Regions from separate parts of the Mus musculus genome. Here region 1 is linked to region 2. Evidence: chromatin contacts called from public HiChIP or PLAC-seq data. All regions are on one chromosome and are shown on one strand. The core of a region is the stretch at or near the end of the contact, and the rest is flanking DNA. Distances in the headings are between cores, read along the strand shown. Region 1 overlaps Glyatl3 (glycine-N-acyltransferase-like 3). Region 2 has its middle 23 kb from the start of Esp8.

Evidence for each region. HiChIP or PLAC-seq counts read pairs in DNA pulled down with a chosen protein or histone mark.
Region 1: a contact with region 2 is called in an H3K27ac HiChIP or PLAC-seq map of embryonic stem cells, with 10 times the contacts expected there. The contact joins two enhancer-like sites. A contact is called at or near these places in 5 of 39 promoter capture datasets (the 3T3-L1 cell line, the C10 cell line and liver) and 5 of 115 datasets of contacts at active chromatin or transcription factors (all in embryonic stem cells).

What each region holds. Positions count from the first base shown.
Region 1 is chr17:40,900,459-40,905,938 of GRCm38.p6, forward strand. Glyatl3 (glycine-N-acyltransferase-like 3) reads right to left here. Exons shown (of 5, transcript NM_001145060.1): 5 at 4,283-4,709. The coding sequence ends at 4,283. Among named protein-coding and RNA genes, the nearest start is that of Glyatl3, 11 kb to the right of the region's middle. Within about 2 kb of position 3,948, at least 21 of the 459 cell types and tissues checked have an H3K27ac peak or open chromatin away from gene starts, as enhancers often do. A contact at or near this core is called in embryonic stem cells, where this site is marked.
Region 2 is chr17:40,494,299-40,499,985 of GRCm38.p6, forward strand. No RefSeq gene overlaps it. Among named protein-coding and RNA genes, the nearest start is that of Esp8, 23 kb to the right of the region's middle. Within about 2 kb of position 1,388, at least 4 of the 459 cell types and tissues checked have an H3K27ac peak or open chromatin away from gene starts, as enhancers often do. A contact at or near this core is called in embryonic stem cells, where this site is marked.

The DNA.
Region 1 (5,480 bases), core at 2,698-5,197, 410 kb after region 2:
TAAAAGGATGACCTTTTCTCAGATTTCAACTCAATTTCAATTAATGATTTTTTTTAAATTGTAAGAATAAAACAGAAGTGTTTGTGTTGAAATTTGATGGATTTTCATAGAGTCAAACCTATCCAGGAAATACCCTGACACGCACAGAAACCCGGCCCTTCTGAGGTATAGCATATTTCTGAATTCAGAAGCTAAAGATTACTTTTCCCTGGTTATTTTTTTCAGACTTTACATAGGCAGAATCATCTACCTATAATCTTGGAATTATTTTTCTCTGGTGGTCATCTCTTGACATTTCTCATTTCCTTTTCCCATTGCCGAGCTCCGGCTTCTGCTTTCATTCGCCTCTAACACAATTTATTCAAGGTCTTGTTCTAAGCAGTTTTAGTGAAATGGGTAGCTTATTTCTGCTGTGTGCAGATGACTCTATCACAAATGATACATTTGTGTCCTGGTCTTCTCTGAGCTTAAGACTTAACAGTCAATGTGACACCTACCATTTCCTATTTGAAAACTTCAGTCTAAGACCACACAAACATTTGCCTTCCTCCTAGCTGCCCCCTGCCCAGCCATTGTTTCTAGTCTCTGAAACATAGCAGCACCCAGTTCATATAGTGCTAGAGAAGGTCTTTTATCAGTCACTATACCTCACTGCCTCTAAACTCAGTCTTAACATGTCCTCTGTAGTAGTAGCTCAGGTAACTCTTCAATTTTCAGGCTCAGCTTTGTCAACATCCAACTCCAAGTCACTATTGTCCCTTGTTTATTGTATAGCCTTCCACGTAACAACTAAACAGATCGACACTCTGCTGCCTGTGCCCTGGACTGCCCACTACCGGTCCCTACTTGCTCTTTGGGTTTGGGGATGAGGTGGCAAGGAATCAATGGCATAGACTCTGGGAGCAGGTAAGAAAAACCACAGCAAGCTCATCTGGTGCTGTTGCAAACTCCTTTAATACCCTCCATCACGTCCCATTGGTCCCAAGAAAGCATCTCTTCTAAACTGCAGTTCCAGATTGGCCTGCATTGTCTGCGTTAACAGGTAGGTCCTTCTACAGAGGACCTAATTTATTTAAAGGCTAGTTTATTCAGAGGCTGCCACGTGCCGCGCTATTCCCCCTACAGCACTCCATTTTAAAACCCTGCTCTAGTTTATATTACACAGAAGAATTCTTTTTAATTTATTTTATGTATATGAGTGCTGTAGCCCCATGTATGCCTACATGCCAGAGGAGGGCATTAGAACTCCTTATAGATGGTTGTAAGCCATCACATTGTTTCTAGGAATCGAACTCAGGACCTCTGGCAGAAGTGGTGCTCTTAACTGCTGAGCTATTTCTCTCCAGCTCCTAGAAGAAATTCTTTTTTTTTTTTTTTTTTTTTTTTGAGAATAAAACGCCTATCATTATGCCTTTAGCCTTCTTGAGTGAAGAGCTAGATTGAGTATTCACAGGTGTTTTCGCTGACTGTCCTTGAGTGGTTAACATGACTATGCAGAGTTCAGCTGCTCGCTGACTCAAAGTCAAGGAGACCTACAAAGGAAAGCAGAGACGCCTGCTTTCACCCTGCTTTAGTTTCCAATGGGCCCACATGAATCAGTGCTCAAGAAATTCTTTAAGTGAGAAAATAAAGGCCTATAAGCTACCAGTCCTGCCCCACCCTGTCCTTCCTCCAGGTAATTCTCCATACATTCACACATTCCTTAAATATGATTGAAACAGGGTTGAAAGTTGAACAACTGTATTCATCTGGGTTCCATCTAAGATAGAATGACTAGTGCAGAGAAGCTACACCCATGAAGTCTCACCAACATGGATGCCTACAAAAAGATCTGAACAAGGACAGCATCAGCAGACATGCTAGCTTGGGGGGAAGGGGATCTCATGGGTCCCCACGCTTAGACAAACAACTGTAGGAAAACAAGAAATGCTGAGAGTGGGGGAAATAGTCTTCAGGGAAGAGCGCCCCCAATTGGTTATCCAATACTAAACTACCAGCCTTAAAATCATATACATATTGGTAGCATTATAGGAACTGAACAGGTTGTATTTATATATTTAGAAATGTATGTGTGTGTCTGTGAGTGAATAAAATTTAAGCAAAAGAGACCATGGATTTGAGAGTTCAGGCTACACTGGAAGGGTTAGGGGAAATAAAGGGAAAGGGGGAAATGATATGATTATATTTTAATTTAAAAATATAACAATTAATAACTGGGTAAATGTACAATTTGAAATGAACAGATTTAGGCTATGGTCATAACTTTGCCATTTACACCATGAATAATTTTTTGAGAGTGAATACATCACTGAGAACTTTTATAAGAGAAGAGTTTATCTGTTCCAAAGATTACATTATATACACACATTGGTGTACTTATCAGTATATAGTTAAATGCTTAATAAATGGTAGGTCACTTTTGGGATAGCATTGGAAATGTAAATGAAATAAATACCCAATTAAAAAAAATAAGTGGTAGGTCAATTATTATTAGAAGAAACAAAGCAATAATTTTACCACCAAGAATGAGGCAGGTACTTCTCATGTTGAGTCAGGGCTAAAGATAATGAGCATCTCAAGGGCAGATATTAGACCATGTTCTCCCAAGAGACTTATGGGCTCCTCTTACTTCCCTCTGGTACCAAGGATGAGTTTCTAGGTAACCAATAGCTAAGGATGACCTAAGAATAAATCCACCCTCAAGAAGTCTTACTTGTTATTCAATTTTGCCACACATCAACCACTTTGTCTCCTTTCTCAGAGTAAACACCAAAAAAAGCCCCCCCCCCCAATGGATTTTGACTTATTTTTTTGTTACGATTTTGTAAGTTCCATGGGATAGGGAAGCAGAAATTTGTATACAACAAAGTTCACTTTAGTGAGTCTACATAAATTCAGCATTGCATTTTTGTCTGCTCTTATCATACTGTTTTCCTTTTTCTTTATGGATATTGAAAAACACATATACCCAGACCAATGGAAAGTAAACGGAAAGCAATGATAACAGTGAGATGACTTATCAGGTAAAGGGTGCTGGCCACTGAGTCTGACAGCTGCAGTTTGATCTCTGAGATCCACACAGTGGAAACAGAAAACCAACCGTACACATTATCTTCTTCCTTTTTTTTTTTTTTTTGCCTGCCAAGTCCTGGGATTAAAGGCCTGCGCCACCACTGCCCAGCTACACGTTATCTTCTGACTTACACACAGACACCAATAACCTCAAAAAGAAGAAACACAACAATAAAATGAAATAAAGCATTAATTTAATTATTTAAGAACTAAAATCAAAAGTTCTGGCTTTCCAGTACTGATCATATTGAATGTAATCTTGAAGTCTTTATTGTCTCTAGATCTCAGATTTCTTCAATGTAATAAGATTAAAATTGAATGTAATAGATTTTCTAGGATCATAAACATATGCCTATAGAAAATATATGTCATATATTTTATATGATATTTTTTATAACCTTGTTCACACGCCTGTGTGAATTTCAGATGTTTATGAAAAAGCAGATTGTAATCCAGGTGGCTGGAACAGCGAACTGGGTCAGGTCTGGCCTTCTGATGGCAGTTGTTCATGAAGCCAAGGCAAATGAGAAGGAAAAATTGGGAAATGCAAATTCTCAGTTCCCACCAGGTGCTCATTCCATCCGGGGTGGGGGATGGGGCGGTGGAGTGGGGGGGGGGGGGGGCTGTGAGGGATGAGTCTGTGCTGGAACATCTGTGCCGGAAACCTTTCCTCTCGGATAAACAGGAACCTGTGGGAACAAATGAACGCTCCCCGGGAAGAACTGTAGTTTAAAGTCACAGTCTGCATCAACACCTAGTCATTGAAGGGGAAATGGCTGAGAGGTTAAGTGACAAAACCTCCAGCGGGAAGCTGGCCGGGGTGCATGGATAGTTGGAGAGGATGGAGAAGGAGGTCAAAGGCCCCAAATTAAAATACTCATTTTCATGCGGTCTTTGAACACTAGGGCAACAAGGGCTGGGTTTAAAGAATACTTCCCTGCAGTGACTCCTAGCAGAATCTACACCCTCTATTCTGAGACAAAGCTACATAGCCCCCAATCCCAGCCCCTGAAGTTCTTGGTGATGGAAATCTGATATGCAAACAGTTGGCGGGGGCGGGGGGGGGGCGTGGAGGGGGTGGTTATCTTGCATGTCTTTTCCAGGCCCTTTTCAATCCCACAGGCTTCTCTTGGTTTAATTCCCACCTCACTGGTAGCTAAAAGGGATTTCTATTAAGGGAAAGTAAGATCATTCTTGGAATCTCTTCGAGCTAAAGGTGAGCTTGTCTTGAGAAAGCTGCAGGGGTCAGAATAAGCCTGTGGAAACGACAAGGCAAGAACTCAGCTTGGACACTCTTCAGCAGGTTTATGGAAGCCAGGTTGTCATCCAGGACATTTCCCTGGGAAGGGAATCCCCGGCTTTGCAACTTCCTGGCCAGCGTGAGGGCCACCAGTCGGCTGTAACCTTTCCTGCGATGGTCAGGCAGGGTGTAGCCGTGACACATAGTGGCAAACTGATCTGTGATACCCCAGGATACTGGGTTTCCCTTCTCATCACGCACACACACGCTGGGAAAGCAGGCGATGAGATTGGCCAAGTACCGCAGGCACTGCTGGTTGCCACCTCGTGACCAAGTCCGGTTGAGAAGATCTGCATCTGAGACACTCAGGTAGGTCAGTCTCGGGGTTGGCCCGGTTCTACAAGAAAATGGCAGGAAAGGAGGAGGAGGAGGAGGAGGAGGGGGAGGGGGGGAGGAGGAGGGAGGAGGGGGAGGAGGGGGGAGGAGGGGGGAGGAGGGGGGAGGAGGGGGGAGGAGGGGGGAGGAGGACCCATCAGAGTTACATGATTACCAGTAAGTACTCATTTTCTAATGATTTAAAATTAAAAATCCAAGACTATGTCTGGCATTTTCAAGAATTTAGAACCTAAGCACTTCCCAGTTAAAAGATAAATCACTCTTGTCAAATTTAGTTTTATGTCTGCTTGTTTTCGTCAGTCAACTCTGTGAACTGAGGTGTGGCCAAGGCTGCTTCTACATCTTCATTCTCTAGGAGAGGAAGTACAAGTTAGTTTAGGTTTGGATTTTTACCTACTGACACAGAAGGATAGCAGACACTTAGGGTTCAGCCAGTTATAAGAAGGCAGCTGACCTGAATTCCTCCCAAAGGAGGCAGATAGCTAGCTGTTGCCAATCAAGTGCCCCACTTGCTATCACCTGAATGGTGGAGTGTTGGAGTCCTTTGATTTTTGAGTGCTGTCAGATTCTTGAATCATGCCTTGCACAAATAAGCTAAGATACAGTTAACATACACATACATGCTTATGTTATTATTATTATATTAGCTAGAGTTGTCATTATTATTATTATTATTATTATTATTATTATTATTATTATTATATTAGTTAGAGTTGTCCTTAAAAGACCTTCGTGAAGTCTTAGGCACTGGAAACCTTTGAGCTCTAATATT
Region 2 (5,687 bases), core at 138-2,637:
CATCCAATAAAGCCTTATCTACGAATTTTTGGAACAATGTAGGATTGGGAAGTTGTAAATAAGGTAACAGTGAGAATTGAGCTATAGTTTGACCTTTATGAAGTCTCTATTTATAATTTAACCATAACTTTTAATTTTGCCTAAAGTATCAGAATCCACAACTTGAAGTTTTTCTTAGAACTGGGGCTGTGCCCTATAACGAGGTCCACAGTTCCTGAATGAGGCTAAGAGACTGACCCTTTAGTTTTTTGTCTGACCTGCTTCTTTAGTGAGTGGAGTCCCATCTTTATGGGACTTTGATTTACAATCATTCCTCCAAGGTTCTCTCCACCACAGCGTGGGCAGAGACCTGGAGAAAGGCCCTTCTTGTTTCCCAAGGGATTCTTACAATCCTTCCTCAGGTGTCCTTGTTTTTTTTACAACTGAAACACACAACTTTCATTTCTCTGAGAACGCTTTTCAGTCTCACAGGTTTTCTTAAAATTGGTGCTGAGTTTCTGTCCCTTCATCACTACAGTGTAGGCCTTTACTATGGCTGGTGAGGCATCTACACACGCTTTCATATAATCTTGTAGGGAACCTGTCTTACAGATTGGTCTGATCAGGTCTTGGCACAAGGTATTCTCATTTTCCCAAGCCAATTATTTTAAGGATTTATCCAAGACCTTTAGGCTTTGGCCAGACAGCATGTGCCTAAAGACCTACAGAAACACCCATTTCCTTTTCAATTCCGATTGCCCCATGATAAGAAACTTTCTCGTCCTTAAACTGATTAGCCTTTATCAGTCGGTCTGCAGCACGGAAACGAGACCCTATTCATGCCTGAGAAGTAGAGAAGAAAAAGAAGAAAGTGATAAAGTCTTACCTGTCCAGGTGTCCCTGTTCGGGTGCCATTCTGCCATGGCCAATCAGCCCCTCTCAATCTATGGGAATCAGGGGTTCCGGCAGCTGTGCATGGAGTCAGCGAGAATTGACAGACAGACGCAGGCATGAAAGAGTGTGCTGGATCTGAATGTATTTTGTCCATAGGAACGCCAGACTTTTAATACAGAAGAAAACCAAGAAAATCCAGGTGAACACATCCGCCAAGTTAAATTGACACAAAACAAAAAAGAATGCATACATAAAAAGATGGCGGGGACCAGGCCACATTTACCACTTAAAATGGAGCCAGGTGAATGCTCTGATGCAATGCTAGTCTATTGTTAAACCCTCCACCAGGGCTTCTTTAGTAAATACCTGATTATGCTATTCCTCTGGGCCTAGTGAAGAAACTTGTACCAGGGAAATTCCCTTCCACTAATACTTTCATGTGAAAACCCACCTATTTGCTAGACCATTTTGTATTCCTGTGTTTGGGTGTGACTCTGCTATTGTCCTACGTAATTACTATGCACACTAGCCCTGAGCTTTTCTAGCTCTGTTCTTTGTAATGCCTAGTTAGTTTCACTGTTTCTACTAGAAGTGAATTTGAATGTTACTGAATAGGTAACATTCTAACTGAATTCCAAGCTCAGGGTCAGCTTCAAGGATTTTCTAGGAACCACTGAAACACTGGTGGAGGCTTAGCTATGTCAAAATCAATCCTTAAAGGCACTTAAAATAAAACAATACTGATAGGGAGCACATGGATCCATACACCAGACTAACTCGGGGACAGGGTTTGAGTATACAGTCTATTGGAATGCCAAGGTTCCAGGAGGCTGTTTCCGTGAAACTCTTTGCTTCATGACTGCTTTCAGGCTTTAGGCCTACCAAGCAGACTACACTGGATGTAGCAAAAGGCATCTCCAGAAAGAGCGAGAGACCAGGCATATGGGATATGGTAGGGGCCCAAGAATCTATGGAAGTGACCTTAGCTGTGATTCACAGCATTGTGGATATGGAACTTGAAGGCCTCTCTTTCTGCAGACAAGAATGAAGGCAACCCACAAAACATTTAACCAAAAATTTATCCTGTCTACAAGAAATGAAGGGACAGTGGATATAATAGAGACTGAGGGAAAGGTCAACCAATAACTAGCCCAACTTGAGATCCATCCCATGGGCAAACACTAATCCCTGACACTATTAATGATACTCTGTTATGCTTGCAGACAGGAATCTGTCGTGGCTGTTTTCTGAGAATCTCCACCCACCATCTGAGTCAGACTGATGCAGACACCAACAGAGAAACAATGGATGGAGCATGGGAACTCTTATGGAAGAATAGGAAGAAGGATTGTGGCCTCTTGGGGGATAGGAATTCAACAGGAAGAACAACAAAATCAACTAACCTAGACCCTTGGGCTCTCAGAGTCTAAAACACCAACCAAAAAACATACAAGGACTGGATATAGACTTCCCAGCACATACGTAGCAGACATGCTGCTTGATCATCCTATGAGTTACAAACAACTGGGACAGGGGCTATCCCAAAAGCTGTTGCCTGTTTATGGGATAAGTTCTATCTGGGATGCCTTGTCTGACCTAAGTGGGAAAGCATGTGCCTAGCCATACCCATAGGGGTTCCCATCTGCTCCAAGGACAAGGGGCAGGATGATGAGGGAAGGACTGTGGGAAGAGGTCACCTGGAGGGGGATAGTGAGCAAGATAAAAAGTGCATAAGTAAAAAGAAATAAAAAATAAGAAAGAAAGAAAGAAAGAAAGAAAGAAAGAAAGAAAGAAAGAAAGAAAGAGGGGGGGAGAGAGAGAGAGAGAGAGAGAGAGAGAGAGAGAGAGAGAGAGAGAAATACAGACACAGGGCAAGATCAATAGGACAAAATGTGCTAAGCTAAACTGAGAACATATAACAGAATAAGCTATCAAAAATGAAGAGTATTTTGAATCTTGATGTAATGTCTTTAAATTTCCTTAATATCTAGGAAAACTCTAAAATAATAATATTTTGAAATGAAATAACCATAATTATAGATTTTCTTAGCTCAATCAATATATTTTATTTACTTCCTGCAAAATATTTTTAGTTATCAGAATTGTCCATAAGTTCTACCTCCCCTGCTTAATGGCTATTTTCTTCTGTTGTATTTGTCCATAGACATTTCATATCATAACAATGAATAATCATATCTGAATCACGTGTCTATGGATTATCCAGATTACCTGATAATGTCAAGATAAGTAGTCTTCCTTTCCAAAATACTTGTTGAAAAAAATGGCAAAATAAGAGCAAGCAATACTGTACAACATCATCATAAATCTGAAAAGAAATCATAAAATCCACATATGAAAAACACTAAAAGGCAAGAGACAATTGCATAAAACGGATAATAAGAAAGGCTAGAGAAAATGCCCAAGTATTACTAAATACAGTTAGAATGGAGAAAGCAAACTGTGACTTAAAGTACTAGACAAAAATTTTAGAGAAAGGGGAAAATCTTTTCTCCCAATATTTTTATTTACGAGACAAAGAAAAAATCCCTGAATAAAGTATAAAAACAAACAAACAAACAAACAAAAATAGTGGTTCACTGACACACCAAGAAGATGCTGAGAAATTACTCAGGGCTACTGTCCTATTTCAGTCTCTTAAATATTCTGATGAGCAAGAAGCAGAACCTAAAAGAAAATCTGTACACACACACACACACACACACACACACATACACACAAAAAAGAGAAAGAAAGAAAGAAAGAAAGAAAGAAAGAAAGAAAGAAAGAAAGGAAGGAAGGAAGGAAGGGAGAAAGGAAGAAAGAAAGAGAGAGAGAGAGAAAGAGAGAGAGGAAGGAAAGAAGGAAGGAAGGAAGGAAGGAAGGAAGGAAGGAAGGAAGGAAGGAAGAAAGGAAGGAAGGAAGGAAGGGAAGAAAGAAAAAAGAAAGAAGGAAGGAAGGAAAGGAAAGGAAAGGAAAGGAAAGGAAAGGAAAGGAAAGGAAAGGAAAGGAAAGGAAAGGAAAGGAAAGGAAAGGGAAGGAAAGGAAAGGAAAGGAAGAAAAAGAAGGAAAGAAAGAGGAACAAAAACAAACAACATCTCTGCTGGTAAAAATGGTCAGTGCAGCAGAACCACTTCTGGTCTTAAAACACTATTCCAGGCCCACCCTCTTTCCTATAAAAGGACAAGATTCAGAGAACTCCTGAAACACAGGAGCCTGCAACAGGAGCCTGCAACAGGAGCTGACCTTAAATGAAAGTCTGTGGACCTAGCAATTCTAATTAAGACAGTGGATTGTTAGAACAAGTTCTATGGTAAGATGACAGTATTGACAATGCTAAAATTACAGTGGCTAGTGACATATCAGTTCTGGTCCTTGAAATATACAGGGAAATTGAAGGACTTCCAAGCAAACTGTAAAATGAAACTGGTCAGAAGAGAAGGAACAAGAATAAGGCTCTTACAGTAGAAGGGTATGGGCACTGGATGTATGAGGATCCAGGTGGACCTAAAAGGTTTTCTAGATCCCGCAACTTGACTGGTGTTGAACAGAAAGACTAAGGAAAAATATATACAGGTCTCTGTGGGGATATTTTGACTTAAAATTTGGTCATAAGTTGGCATGAAAGAGCAGGCAGTAAACTTGAAAGTGAGCATTACAGAGTACAGAGGAAGATTAAAGATAGGAAACAAAAGTAAATGATATAAAATGTAGAATGTACTAGATTGTTGCTAATAATAACCTATTGTCATCCAGACAATTAAAAACTTGGAGCAAATTTTACACTTAATAAAAAGATTACTAAATCTTTTGACTGTAAACACAGTTTCTAAAACAAGACATCACACCTTTAATACACAGTATTTCATTTATATGTGTTCTAGAAAAAAAGTAGAGTGTATCCCACACTAAGTGGTCTTTAGCAGCATATAAAGGATGTAGGACTTGGTGACTCCTTGAGAAGGGACATTGTGAGCATTATCAGCAGTTGTTTAAACTTTATTGAAAATTCAAAATGATCCATTTCACAAAAAAATGGGTTGAGTGAGCCTAAACCGACAAGATATGCAGTTCATTGTGATTGTATTTTCTTATTAAAGGGAAAAGGTCAAAATAGATTAAAGTATTAGAAAAATGGCAAAACTTGCAACTGTTCTTTAAAATTCCTCTTCTAAGGTCTTTGTATATTTATATACACATAATCACTACCCTGGCACCCTTATTTACAGTCAGTATAGATGAAAACTATAAACAGGAAATAGCAAAAGAAAGCATGGGAAGCTGAATCATTCTTTCCTCACAGTCTCCCTCTGAGGACAGGGGGTAGACTATGCAGAAATGAAGTAGGAATTCTCTAACATTTTCAGGTAAACATCAGCAACATTAGTCAGGTCATTTAGCTTATCATCCTACCAAATTGAGACAAGGTGGGCACAATGAAAGTATAGCAACCTCACCTGGCAACTCTCCCCTTATTATTTTTTTTTAATGCATTCATCAGCCAGAGTTGTTTTGGCATAGTTTCTATCAATGTGTTGGTTATATCTGTATCTCATGCACTGCTTAGTTAAACCAGGATTTTTCTTTGCTTAGTGTCAGCCATGACTTCTTTCCCAGTGATGTTGTTTCTCATAATTGTGCTGCTCCCATCAATGTGCTCTGAAGGAATGGTAAGTTTTACTTGGATAATTATCACAGATATACCTGATAATTTTATAAAATTACATAACAATATAAAAATTCTGGTTGTTGGGATACAGCATTCTCACTGAGGTCTCGGAGCATTTACCATGCTATGGAAATAGAGTAAGGTCGTA